Regions from separate parts of the Hordeum vulgare genome. Here region 1 is linked to region 2. Evidence: chromatin contacts called from public Hi-C data. All regions are on one chromosome and are shown on one strand. Each heading gives the region's core, a stretch centred on a gene start, on an enhancer-like site or on the middle of the called end of the contact. The rest is flanking DNA. Distances are from core to core; before and after follow the strand shown.

The links. Hi-C and Micro-C count contacts between places; a contact is called where the count stands out from the background.
Region 1: a Hi-C map of leaf shows a contact between it and region 2, with 6 times the contacts expected there. The contact joins the promoter of LOC123407639 here to the enhancer-like site in region 2. A contact is called at or near these places in 2 of 6 Hi-C or Micro-C datasets (leaf and seedling).

The regions. Positions count from the first base shown.
Region 1 is chr7H:466,975,600-466,980,877 of MorexV3_pseudomolecules_assembly, forward strand. It overlaps LOC123407639 (reticulon-like protein B1), which reads left to right and starts at 2,108. Exons shown (of 5, transcript XM_045100820.1): 1 at 2,108-2,507; 2 at 4,405-4,585; 3 at 4,664-4,805; 4 at 4,897-4,966; 5 at 5,055-5,278. The coding sequence starts at 2,285. The coding sequence ends at 5,221.
Region 2 is chr7H:466,829,620-466,835,562 of MorexV3_pseudomolecules_assembly, forward strand. No RefSeq gene overlaps it. Among protein-coding and RNA genes, the nearest start is that of LOC123407639, 150 kb to the right of the region's middle. Within about 2 kb of position 1,967, at least 2 of the 3 cell types and tissues checked have open chromatin away from gene starts, as enhancers often do. A contact at or near this core is called in leaf, where this site is marked.

The DNA of each region.
Region 1 (5,278 bases), core at 858-3,357, 150 kb after region 2:
TCAGTTCGATGTATTTTTTAAGTTTAAGCACCAAAGTGAACATCAATGACAAGTTTAAGCATCACAGATGATATTATCTCTTTTTAATTTAAGATATTCAACTATAGAATGCATTATTTAAGATGTGAGCGGATGCATCCGGATCCGTCCGTAGGCCTTTCGGGGGTTAGTTGCGTGTGTAGATGCTTTAACAGAAAATCGATTAAACCAATCTGGCATGAACTTCTTCGATCCAAGCCGTTTGACGAAGGAAAAAGCAAAATACGCATCACGACATCTTGGGAACACGTAGCAATACCCGATAACCTTGACAATCCATCGAAAGAACCTTTCACCACTCTCTCTCCCGTTGTTTTATGCACCGAGGCATGGCGTCCATCCCAAATTCCACGACACGAACCACTCAGAGGCTCGGAGCAGCAAGTCAATCAATCACGCCTTTGGTGGGAGTTTTGGTTGCGGGCGGGCGGGCGGGCGGTGGGCGGTGGCCACGCGTGCCGCTGGAACAGGCAGCGCCACTCCTATCGGTTCAGCTAGTCCAGAGCAACAGTTGCACGTGTCCGGGCGGAGTCTTCCAGCAAACCCTGCTACGGTTCGCGTGTCGCCCTCCTCGGTCGCCACATCACGCGTAACGCCAGGATTCCGCACTGCATCTCCGTGTGCGGCCAGGGCTGTGCCGACGGATTCCCCTGCTCCGTTACTTTACCGTCGACAGAGCTAAAATGGCTAGGCGTACATGGAGTGGCCACTGGCTTAATTTTTATTTGTTTCTTTGCAGAGTGAGTATATATGGGACGAAGAGAGCACTGTATTAAGAAGATTCAAAACATCATGACTACCCTCTAAAAAGATGGAATTACTCCCTTAAATTCAAAATAAGTGTCAATGATTTTAACTGATTACTAAATGACCCACAAACAATTGCACCGATCATACAACATAGATTATGTGTCGCTGCATCCGTCATTCCATCGATGAAGACGGCCTAACCTTGTTTTTCTATAGTTAGAAATTCATCAAACAGATAATCAAAAGAAGAAAACAATGTTGTCACTGCATCAAAAGGATCACCAAGAACTAGAACCACTCACTAGAATAGCATGATCGTCGAGAAGAAAATAGTGAGACCATCCAATAGGATTCATCATTGACGACACATTTGAAGGAGACCATCGCTTTCGAAGAGAATCCAAGTATTCACCTTCAATCCAAAAGCTAAACTGTAACCACAACTATCATCGATATATAATTAGTGCACCTTTGATTCACGAAGAAAATGAAAGAATAACACTGTGTTTCTTTGATGGGAAGTACTGTATTAATTATTTTATATTAAATTTCTTTGAAACAATTATAATTTTTTTGAGAATACCTTTGCACAAAGAACAATGCAATAGTATGCAGTAGTGTGATAACGTTACAACTTCATTCATGTTTGTGCTTTGACCTTGACTTGACCGTGTTAATTTTCATGTTTATTTATTCCTATGAAGCGAAGTAACATGGTTTATTATTTATTTTTGTTATGTGCAAGCTTTTCTTTTTTTGATAGTTTTATATTATCATTATTTTACAATCATGTAAATCATAGATGCTCTTATAAGGATCAAATTTTAAATGTGCTGCCGGTGTAGTCTCTTCTTCTCAAACGATAACTCATATAATTCTTTTCTTATGAAAACCCTTTGGATCACAAGACCGAGGCTAATGAATATCCATGGAGTACATTACCTATATTTTATTCCATATAAATCTAAATTCAAATACAAATATTATTTTATGTTTCCTTTGAAAAATACAATCATTTTTTTACTCCATCTCTCTACCCCCTCTTCTCATTTTCTAAAAAAAAAACATGTTTATTTCACCACAAAAGGCACATATTGCAGGATTTCGTGTTTCGAAAATCCATAGAATCCTACGATAATTACGTGTGTTCTTATTCCTATGCTTTTAAATTACTAGAATACATATAAAAAAAAACCTAACGGCGTGCATTTTTGGACGGTGCATAAAAATTGCGAAGAAAAGCAGCCCTTTCCCGGGTGCACGTACCACCTGCTCCACCACCGAAAAAGGCCCAGCGCGCCGTGACGGCCCCTAACGGCCGTCCCACTCGCTCCATATTCTAGAGATCTCCATCCATCCATCCACCTCTCCTTCGCCGGAGAGAAAAAGGCAGGCAAGGCGCACACTTCCACCACACACACTGCGCGCTTTACGAGAGCAGAGAACCAGAGGGGAACCCGTGCTTACCTTTCCTGTAGCTCCGTTTGCTCCGTCCATGGCCGATCCAGCCGAGGAGACCGTCGCCGCGCCCCCGCCGACCCCGGCAGCGCCGGCCGAGGGCGCCCCGCCGCTGTCCGCGGAGCCGCCGGCCAGCGCCGACGCCTCGCCGGAGAAGGCGGCCCCGCCCGCGTCTGCGCCGGACACCACGGTCAGGTCCCGTGGGTTCAGGCTGCTCGGCGAGGACACCTCCGTGCACAAGGTGCTTGGTGGCGGTAAAAGTACGAGCTCTCCGTTCCCTTCCCTTTTCCATTTAGCACTACTCCGTATTTATTTTCCGTAATTTGTGGTGGTGACTGGTGAGTACTGGATTTGTTTGATTTTTCAAGTATTACTTCGCACCACAGGTGGGTGATTTCCTTTTGTGTGTGCGTGTGGTGGTTCAGTTAGGAAGGGTTTAGGTGTTTAGCTATAGTAGTTATAGCCAGATAAAAGCACTTACTTTCGATTTCTTCAGTCCTCCACGCGTATTCTAACAACATCGGTTCAGATCTTCGATTATCTGGATGAAAATTCAAGTGCTAATAAAAACGTTTGCTCCCTCTACTAAAAAGATAAGAAGACTTCTTTCACCCCAAGAAAGCACCCACCTATAATTTTCTGACTTTTTTGGTTGCTATTCTGAAATACTTACAAGATAAGAAGACTTCTTGTACCCCGAGAAAGCACCCACCTAGGCTTTAGAGTTCCTTGGCCTGCTGCAGATGATCCACGCTGTTGCCTCACTTCCAAGATATAGACGGGGCATACTGTCAGGCAAGGTTTGCTTGTTAGTTTCTACTCTTGTAGGCTGAACAAAGTCTTGTTACCTTCTAGGCTGAGGAAACCGTCAAGTCCATGAGCTGTTGACCCAGACCATCTGTTCTCGTTTTATCTTTGTGGGATACTGTTCTGAGGCCTTTTAATTCATGTGAAGGATTCAAAGGAAGTCTCCACTAGTAAGCAACATATGATGAAATCGGTCAAATTGAAATGGAGAAATCCGAAGTTCGTTTCCCCACAAAATTAACTACGTGCTTCCTTGGTACTCCCTCCGCAAAGAAATATAAGAACAAGAACGTTTAGACCACTAAAGTAGTTTAGGAAGACGAGCCTACCTGTTGGAAACATCATCCTGATATGATGCCGTGGAAGAATTGTAATGATTCTTGTTGGTGACTTTTTGCAAGTGGCAACATCAACTATATTGTAACCAGGAATCCGTGCTTGAACTTGGTGCTCGTGAATCTACTTCACAAAAACCCACATGGACTTGTCAACCATCCATCAGAAAAGAAAAAAACATGGACTTGTTAAACATCTTTCAAAAAAAGGAGATATTAACTTGTGAACCTACTTAGTCCACTTTGTTGAAGTGTCAACTATTATCTTCTACTTAGAACCTTAAAGTATACCTCTGACAGACAAAATACAGTTTGCAACTTGATCTAAGTGATATTATGTGATATGTTGTACAGAGCGATCCTTAAAGTATACCTTTGACAGTAGCAGAAGTATAGCTGATCCTTGGGGAGGCATCCTCTTATCTCTGATGATGCTAGTTTCTTTGTTGTTGGAGGGGTAAAGGCTCATTTTGTCTGGAAATATAGGAAAGGTCTGGATTGGGCACCAGGGCGTTAGTTTCAACCCCTCAGGATTGCAGAAGAGATGCACAAGATATACACGAAGGCACAATTTTGTTCTAACAGAAGTGTAGCCCATACAGGGTTCCAGCACGGGCTGTTGTTGGTCCGTCCATTTTTTGGGCTTGGTGGTCCCATGACCAGTTTACCCCAACTGCTTCCTTCTAATCAACTTGGGGCCTATGCACATAGACACTTCTAATTACATGTGATCCATGATATTTTCTTATTACTCTGCCTTTTGGTGATCACAAATTGATATATTGGGCGACCCATAAACTCCTAAAATTAACTTCTTATAGGTCTTCAGAGGTTTTGTTGTTGTTCTCAAGAATAATGCTATGCTCTTTGCTGAGAATGGTGAAGTATTTTTCTTCTACTATAGCAACTAGCTCCCTTGATGACAAGGACATGACATCATGACAAAATTATGAAGTCATAGCTCCACTATGAAAATTCTAATTGGTTCTGTTTGTTTTGGTACACTTCTGTGCAGCTGCTGATGTACTGTTATGGAAGGACAAGAAAACAACTGCTGTGGTGATCGGTGGCACAACTGTCATATGGGTTTTATTTGAAGTGCTTGATTACCATCTCTTAACTCTGTTATCCCATGTGATGATTGGTGTCCTGGCCATCTTGTTCGTGTGGTCCAAAGCTATGACCTTCATCAAGAAGTAAGTGATATATATTGTGATCTTCCAAATGGTCTGGTCGGCACTGTTTCTGAGTTTCATCGAGTGTTGCTTTACCAGGAGCCCACCGGATATTCCTGTAGTTGAGATACCTGAAGACCTCGCTGTGAATGTATCACGGGCATTACGCAACGACGTCAACAGATCACTTCACTTGTTCCGGGAGATCGCAATGGGGCATGATCTGAAGAAATTCCTTGGTGTACGGTTATGCCATCGAAATATACGTAATTGTTTTCAAGTGTTCAGCTTTTTGCTTGAGGATTATCTAACAGTACTCTTGCATTTTCCAGGTGATTGCTGGTCTCTGGGTTCTGTCAGAAGTCGGAAGCTGCTGTGATTTCCTCACCTTGATATACATCGGTAATGCATTTTGTGCTTGTACAACACTGTCGTTAGATGCCCTGCATGTTATAAGCTATTGAGCTGACATACTTGAGATCACAAACAGCTGTCCTGATGATCCACACGGTGCCGATCTTGTACGATAAGTACCAGGACAAGGTGGATCACTTCGCCGGAAAGGCTCATACCGAGGCGTGCAAGCACTACGAGGTGCTGGACCAGAAGGTTTTGAGCAAGATACCGCGAGGACCGGCGAAAACCAAGAAGACCTAGAATGCTGGCTGTCTCGTGCGTGCATGCTGCTCGGTGTTTGTGGTTCCGTGATCCATG
Region 2 (5,943 bases), core at 717-3,216:
AGATGTGGTATTTGCATAACCACCATCAACCAAATAGAACTTTCCTTCAGGTACTTTGAAGCCGCGGTTCAAGGCCGGCTAGAGCACTCTAGCATCTGTAGCCGACCCCTCCCAACCACATGAGATGAATGTGAAGTTTAAGTCAAAGTCACATGCAACCATGACATTTTGGCTGAGAGTTCCCTTCCTATTCCAGAAAGGAGCGGCTTTGTCAGGTGTTACAGTCATAGGAATATGAGTTCCATCGATGGCGCCTATGCATTTCTACGAATAGATTGATTGCAAGTCAATATCCAAAATATGAAGATATAGATAAGACAAGAAGTGAAAGTGTCGAGGTGAAAACCTCAAAGTATGGGAAGAATCTTGGATCTCCAGCAATCTTTGGATGAGGTTCATCGATGCTTTGATGCTTTAAAAATCGACAAGATAGAGTCGGGACGATGTCGAAGAAAGACTTGATGTATTCATGGAAGGTCCACCCGCTATGTTGGTATTCTAGTTGTAGATCTTGAAAAGACGCGTTGTGAGACAACATGTAAAGGAAAAAGGCTAATTTCTCCTCTACCTTGATTGTCTTGTCCTTCATCAAATTTTCCCTTCTAAGATATGATGCTAGCACTTTGAAGATGTGGGGCTCAATCCTAAAAGCTACAGGTCAATTCTTGACATGACCTTGAAGGATTTCATTAACACGCCTCTTGCCATACAGGACAGAGCTATGTCGCTGATTTTTGTCGATCCTACTAAGGATCTGGTACAGTGTTGGCCAAATAAAGAAGATCATGTCATCTTCATTCTCTTCCCTCCTCTTCCTAATTCTCTCAAGGCTCCGTAAATTCATTTTGACTGTAAGTAATTAAGAAATAATAAGACTGGTGATATACAAATGAAACTTATGTGCAGCACAATGATTCTCCCCTCACATTTTTGCACTACATCCAGTTATCAATATCTAACACAAAGTGGTTGGCTGTATCTTGTTACTTTGTTATCATACATAATATATATGCTAATAATACTAGTACTGAAAGGTAGAGATCCTACTTGAGTATCTACATGTATAATTTTAAATAGTAGTCCAGATCTAGCAGTGACTAATTAATCAAGGAAGAGAAGCCGATGGTGGAACAACAGGAAGGGCCTCTCACGCCAGAGGTGCTGGAAAGGGAAGATGGGCCAATGGTGGAACAACAGGAATAACAGGATGAGCTCGCCGGTGATGACGAGGCGAACGGCGGACCAACCACCCCCGCCAATATTAAGAAACCCTAGATCGAGATGGAGTGAAGGGGAGTGGGAGGGGAGGGGAGGGGGCGGTGTACCTTGGGGGAGAAGGTCAGTTTGCCCTAGAAAGAAGAGGAAGCAGGCGCCCGGTGATGACGATAACAATGAAGGCGGGGACGGAGGCAGCGACGGAGGCGACGACGACGAAGACGGAGGAGGCGATGGCGACGGAGGCGGAGGAGACGACGGCGCGTGGTTTTTGCGTCTCCCTCTCGCACGTAGATGTGCGAGCCGCGAGGTATCCCTCGATGCTGGAAAGCCCCGTGGATTGGGAAGGATGTGACGGGATATTTGGGGCTGGGCCGGTTAAGGCCCGGTGTGCCAAACGCTCCTTTTGGAATTTTAGGGGCTTTTAAGCCGAACGAGGAAAATCCACTAAAAACCCCCTCATTCGCTGTGTGCCAAACAAGGCCTGACAATGCGGCAAGACCAAGAGCGAGGGATTTAATCTACCTAACATTGTCCGTGAATACGGTTCACACAAACCATTGTTCGCACGATTCACTGTTGAGAAAACTGTAGCATCCAATCTAGATTGTCGTTTTTTAATCCAACGGACGAGACTGAGCAAAGGTAGCGGCACCGTAGCTTCGCTACCTTTGCCACAGCAAATCTGCGAATCTAAATCGTATTGTCTGCCATGGAGTAAAGGACATCTACCTGGAGCCATCAGCCATGATAATTGGCAACATCAGTGCGACCCCATGCAGTGGCGGGGCTATGGCATGGCCGAAGGGGCCATGGCCCGTCCAGACCATGCAATTTTCTGCAGTGTATATGTATTTTTGGTACTGAAGAACGATCTCTGTAGTTATTTTCTACAGCCGGCCCGTTCAAATTGCTGGGACAAGCTCCGCCACTGCCTTCATGGTCTTGCAAAGACATTGGTTTCTTTAGCCGTGCTTGACGGCACATCCGGTTCGCTACCACACCTGATTTGTTATTTGTACCAGGACTTATTATTTAGACTTTAAAGTTTTAATAAAGGTGGTTAATGCTCAAAAATAAACCTGTTTATATTTATTTATTTATTTTTGCGTGGACCAGATAGGCAAATTTCTAAATATCTGAACCATCGAGAAAGCAAGCGCCCCCTTCCCTCGCGTCGCCCCCGCCCTAGGCGACTCGGGGGCTCCCAAGCCCTAGGCGGCGCCGCCGCTCTCTCATCCTCCCCTCCTCGCCGCCGCCGGGTGACGCCGTCGGTAAAACACGTGTGGCAGACGGCGGCGGCGGGGGACTCCCTCTCCCGGCTCCCCTTCCTCCGCGGGCGGCGGATCTAGGTGGTTGACGGCGGTGGCTTGTGGCGATCACGATCGGGCGCGAGGGGCAGGCCTCGACGAGCGGTGGCGGGGAGTGGGGCGCACGGCGGCGGCCCGCGGCAGGCGGTGGCGGGCGCTGGGCTAGCGGCGGTGCTCCGGCGGGTGCAGGCGGTGCTGGCCCTTGTACGCGGTCGGTGGATCCCTCTTTGACCCGGACGGCGCGGGGGGTGGCGGCTGCTGTGGCGGCGGTCCTTGCTGGATGCTGGTGGCCATTGTGTTGCTTCTCGTCGACCCCAATCTACTCCGATCTGCAGCGGATCCGGCCCCAGATGGCTTCTCGCTGTTCTTGGGTGCTGGCCCTGCAGATCCGGTGGTTGGAAGGGTTCCGGGGGAGTCCCTTGGCCGGTGCGACGGCCACTCCGAAGGCAGCGCCTTTGGGTGTTGTTCCCCTTGTTGGAGGCTTTGGAAAGGATCCCCTTCCTTCCACCCCTTCCAGGAGCTCAGGTGAAAACCTCAGATCCCCTTGGTCCAAGCGACGACGACACCGCGGTGGCGTGTTCCTTCCTGAAGGCGTTGCTCGGGGGCTGCTCAAGCGGTGGTGGAGGTGGCGGCGGTTCGATGTCAGCGCATTTTGGCCTGCTACATCTTGGAGGCTGTGACATCGGTGGCGCTCGTCTGGTGGAGCAACGGCATTGCTGTTTGCGTCATCAGGCTCTGGATGCTCCGGGGGAAACCCTAGATCTGGGTCTTCCTGGATCGGACGATGGTGGCGTTTTATCGCCCTCCCTCCTGGGGGCATCGTTTTGGAGCAAGTGCTGACTGGAGGAATGGTTGAGCGGTGCTTCATCTCACACATTGATGGCGGCGGATATCGGCGGCATGGCGCTGTGGGGACTCGGCGTCCGATGCGTGGAGATGGACTCGAGCAGGAGGAGGTAGCTATCTGGCGTCATGGTGACGTCAATGGCAGAGTGGCTACACAAGGTAGAAGCCTCAATATTTGCTCTGAAGACGGACCGATGGAAGATGGCGGCGATAGCACACGAGTGCATCAGATCGGTTTTGTGCCCTAGACCCGGTATGTGGCAGATGGCTTGACCGGATCTGCTGGAGCTTCCGACTTTTGATGTTAGGCTTAGGTAAGTGATCTGGGTATGTGGCCCAGCTAGCACCCCTTCATCATATGGATATGAATAGCGACAGATGTTGCCAAGATGACGGATTCAGACATATTGTTGTAATACTTTGTAAGGTCCTTGAGAATAATAAATAAAATGACCGCATGCATTTCCCTGATGAGGCCGGGGTCATCCTCCTTTAAAAAAAAAAAATTGGGTGGACCCTTTTGTTTCATTTTTTGGAGTTTTATTCGCCACCTGGACTGGTACAAGAGGTAGCAACAAACGGACCTCGATCCGGTGAATAATTTCAGAGGGAGCATAAGGGCTTTCAAAGCAGCTGTCGCTCTTCTCGTTCCTGTAGGCCTGGATGGGCGATGCGATGATAGATTGGTAGTGCTTCTGGTTCAGGCCTGAATTCGTGGCTGTGATTGATGTGCCGATGTGTATTGCACGAACGGGTCGACATAGTAGGCTTGTAGTTGCTGTCTCCCTATACCTGAAAGCTCTCATTCAATCTTCATGCTTATGGTCGGTAGTTTATCGGCTGAGTAGGGTCAACTGCCGAAGGGATCTCCACACTCGGGAGCCAGCGAAGCCCCCAAAGTGACTGTAGTGGTAAGCCATTTCATCCAGCAATCATCATGATTTAGTAGAAAGTGGGAAACGGCCTAGCCTAGTTAAAGTAGTGGTACTTGTTAAGGAACGGAACGCATGCACAAAATAATTTAGTAATTACGAAATAAGTCAAAAAATGCTGAAACCTCAACTATTGTATTCGTATAAAAAGTTTCGGCAAGGAATTACTTCCGTATTCTCAATGGAAAAAAATATTTCGAACGCTATATACAAGTTACACCGTATTTCTCCTGGAAATTTGTTCCTTCCCCGAAGTCAACGCGAGTTATTACTTGGGGAAACTTTTTATACAAATACAATGCTTGATCATATTTGTTTCAAAAAAAAAAGATGAAGCTTTTGATTATTTTTTTTATTACTATTTCTTCTGCATATAAGGTGTGCTGGCACCCACCTAGGCGCATCAGGGTGTTTATGTACTTGTTAAGGGATATTTTATTTATTTTTGAAATAGTTAAGGGCATTTTTCTTTGGGGAAAAAATAAGTTAATGCTATAGTTCGAGAAACTCTACCCTAATTGCCATAATAACAGTAAATATGATGAGTTTGACAGGAAAACACATTAGAAAGTCATCATATGGCTCCCACAATTTATGGAGCTCGCTCCATAGACAAGCTCACAAGGTAGGGGAGGGCCAATATAGAGCTCGCTACAAACTCAACCACGAGTGCGGGAGGAAGTCTTAGCTTTCTTCATCCTCGTGTTGCGCGTGGAATTTGAAGCGGTCCAACCTTCCACCCACCACCGCCGAGCCACTCCTTTGAATACCCATCTCCGGCTTGTTCGATGGTGGTCACGAGACATCATCTCTTGTCTTGCGTGTAAGGAGCCCAAGAGGAGCCATGTGAGCAGCCGCGACAGTTTGAGCAACCGAGAGGCGTGCGAGGAGGCCGCAGTCTTGTTACTCACCATGAGACACGCCCTTTGACAGTCCACCATCGCTCGCCTGCAGCATCCCCTACTACCTCCTTAATGGTGTCCGCGACGACCTATAAAAAGATGCCGCCCTCACACCTTCTCCTTCAGTCCTCTCTTTGGCGCCTAATGAATTACAAGCATAGGGATCAATCGTAATACTTTTGAATCCAACAAGGAGCAGAACGAAATGATAAGCGGTTTTTAGTAAGGTATTTTCTGCAAGTGTTGTAAGATAGTTTTGATAGATGTTTGAGAGCAAAGTAATTGATATCAAGTAACAAGTAACCAAAATAATATGGTGCGGCAAGGTGGCTCAATCCTTATTAGTGCTAAGGACAAGTTGAAGTAAATTATTATAGTGATTAAAACGCTATTGAGGACGCACGGGAATTTTGTCTAGTTACTTTCAGCACAATTCATTAACTCGCGTTCATTGCTTTGATAAGTTGCTATGTGGGTGGACCGGAGTTAAGGTGTTGTTCTTACTTGAACAAACACCTACTTATGATTACACCCTTCATGCAAGTATCCACAAATACAAGAAAGTAATTAAGATAAATCTAACGATAGCATGAAACACATGGACCTAAAACAACCCCTTTATGAAACAACTCATAAACTAGGGTCTAGGTTTCACTCACTCCCGCAACTCATCATCTATAAACTAATTTCAGAATGCATTTCCTTAGGCCCAAATATGATGAAGTTTCATATAGTCGA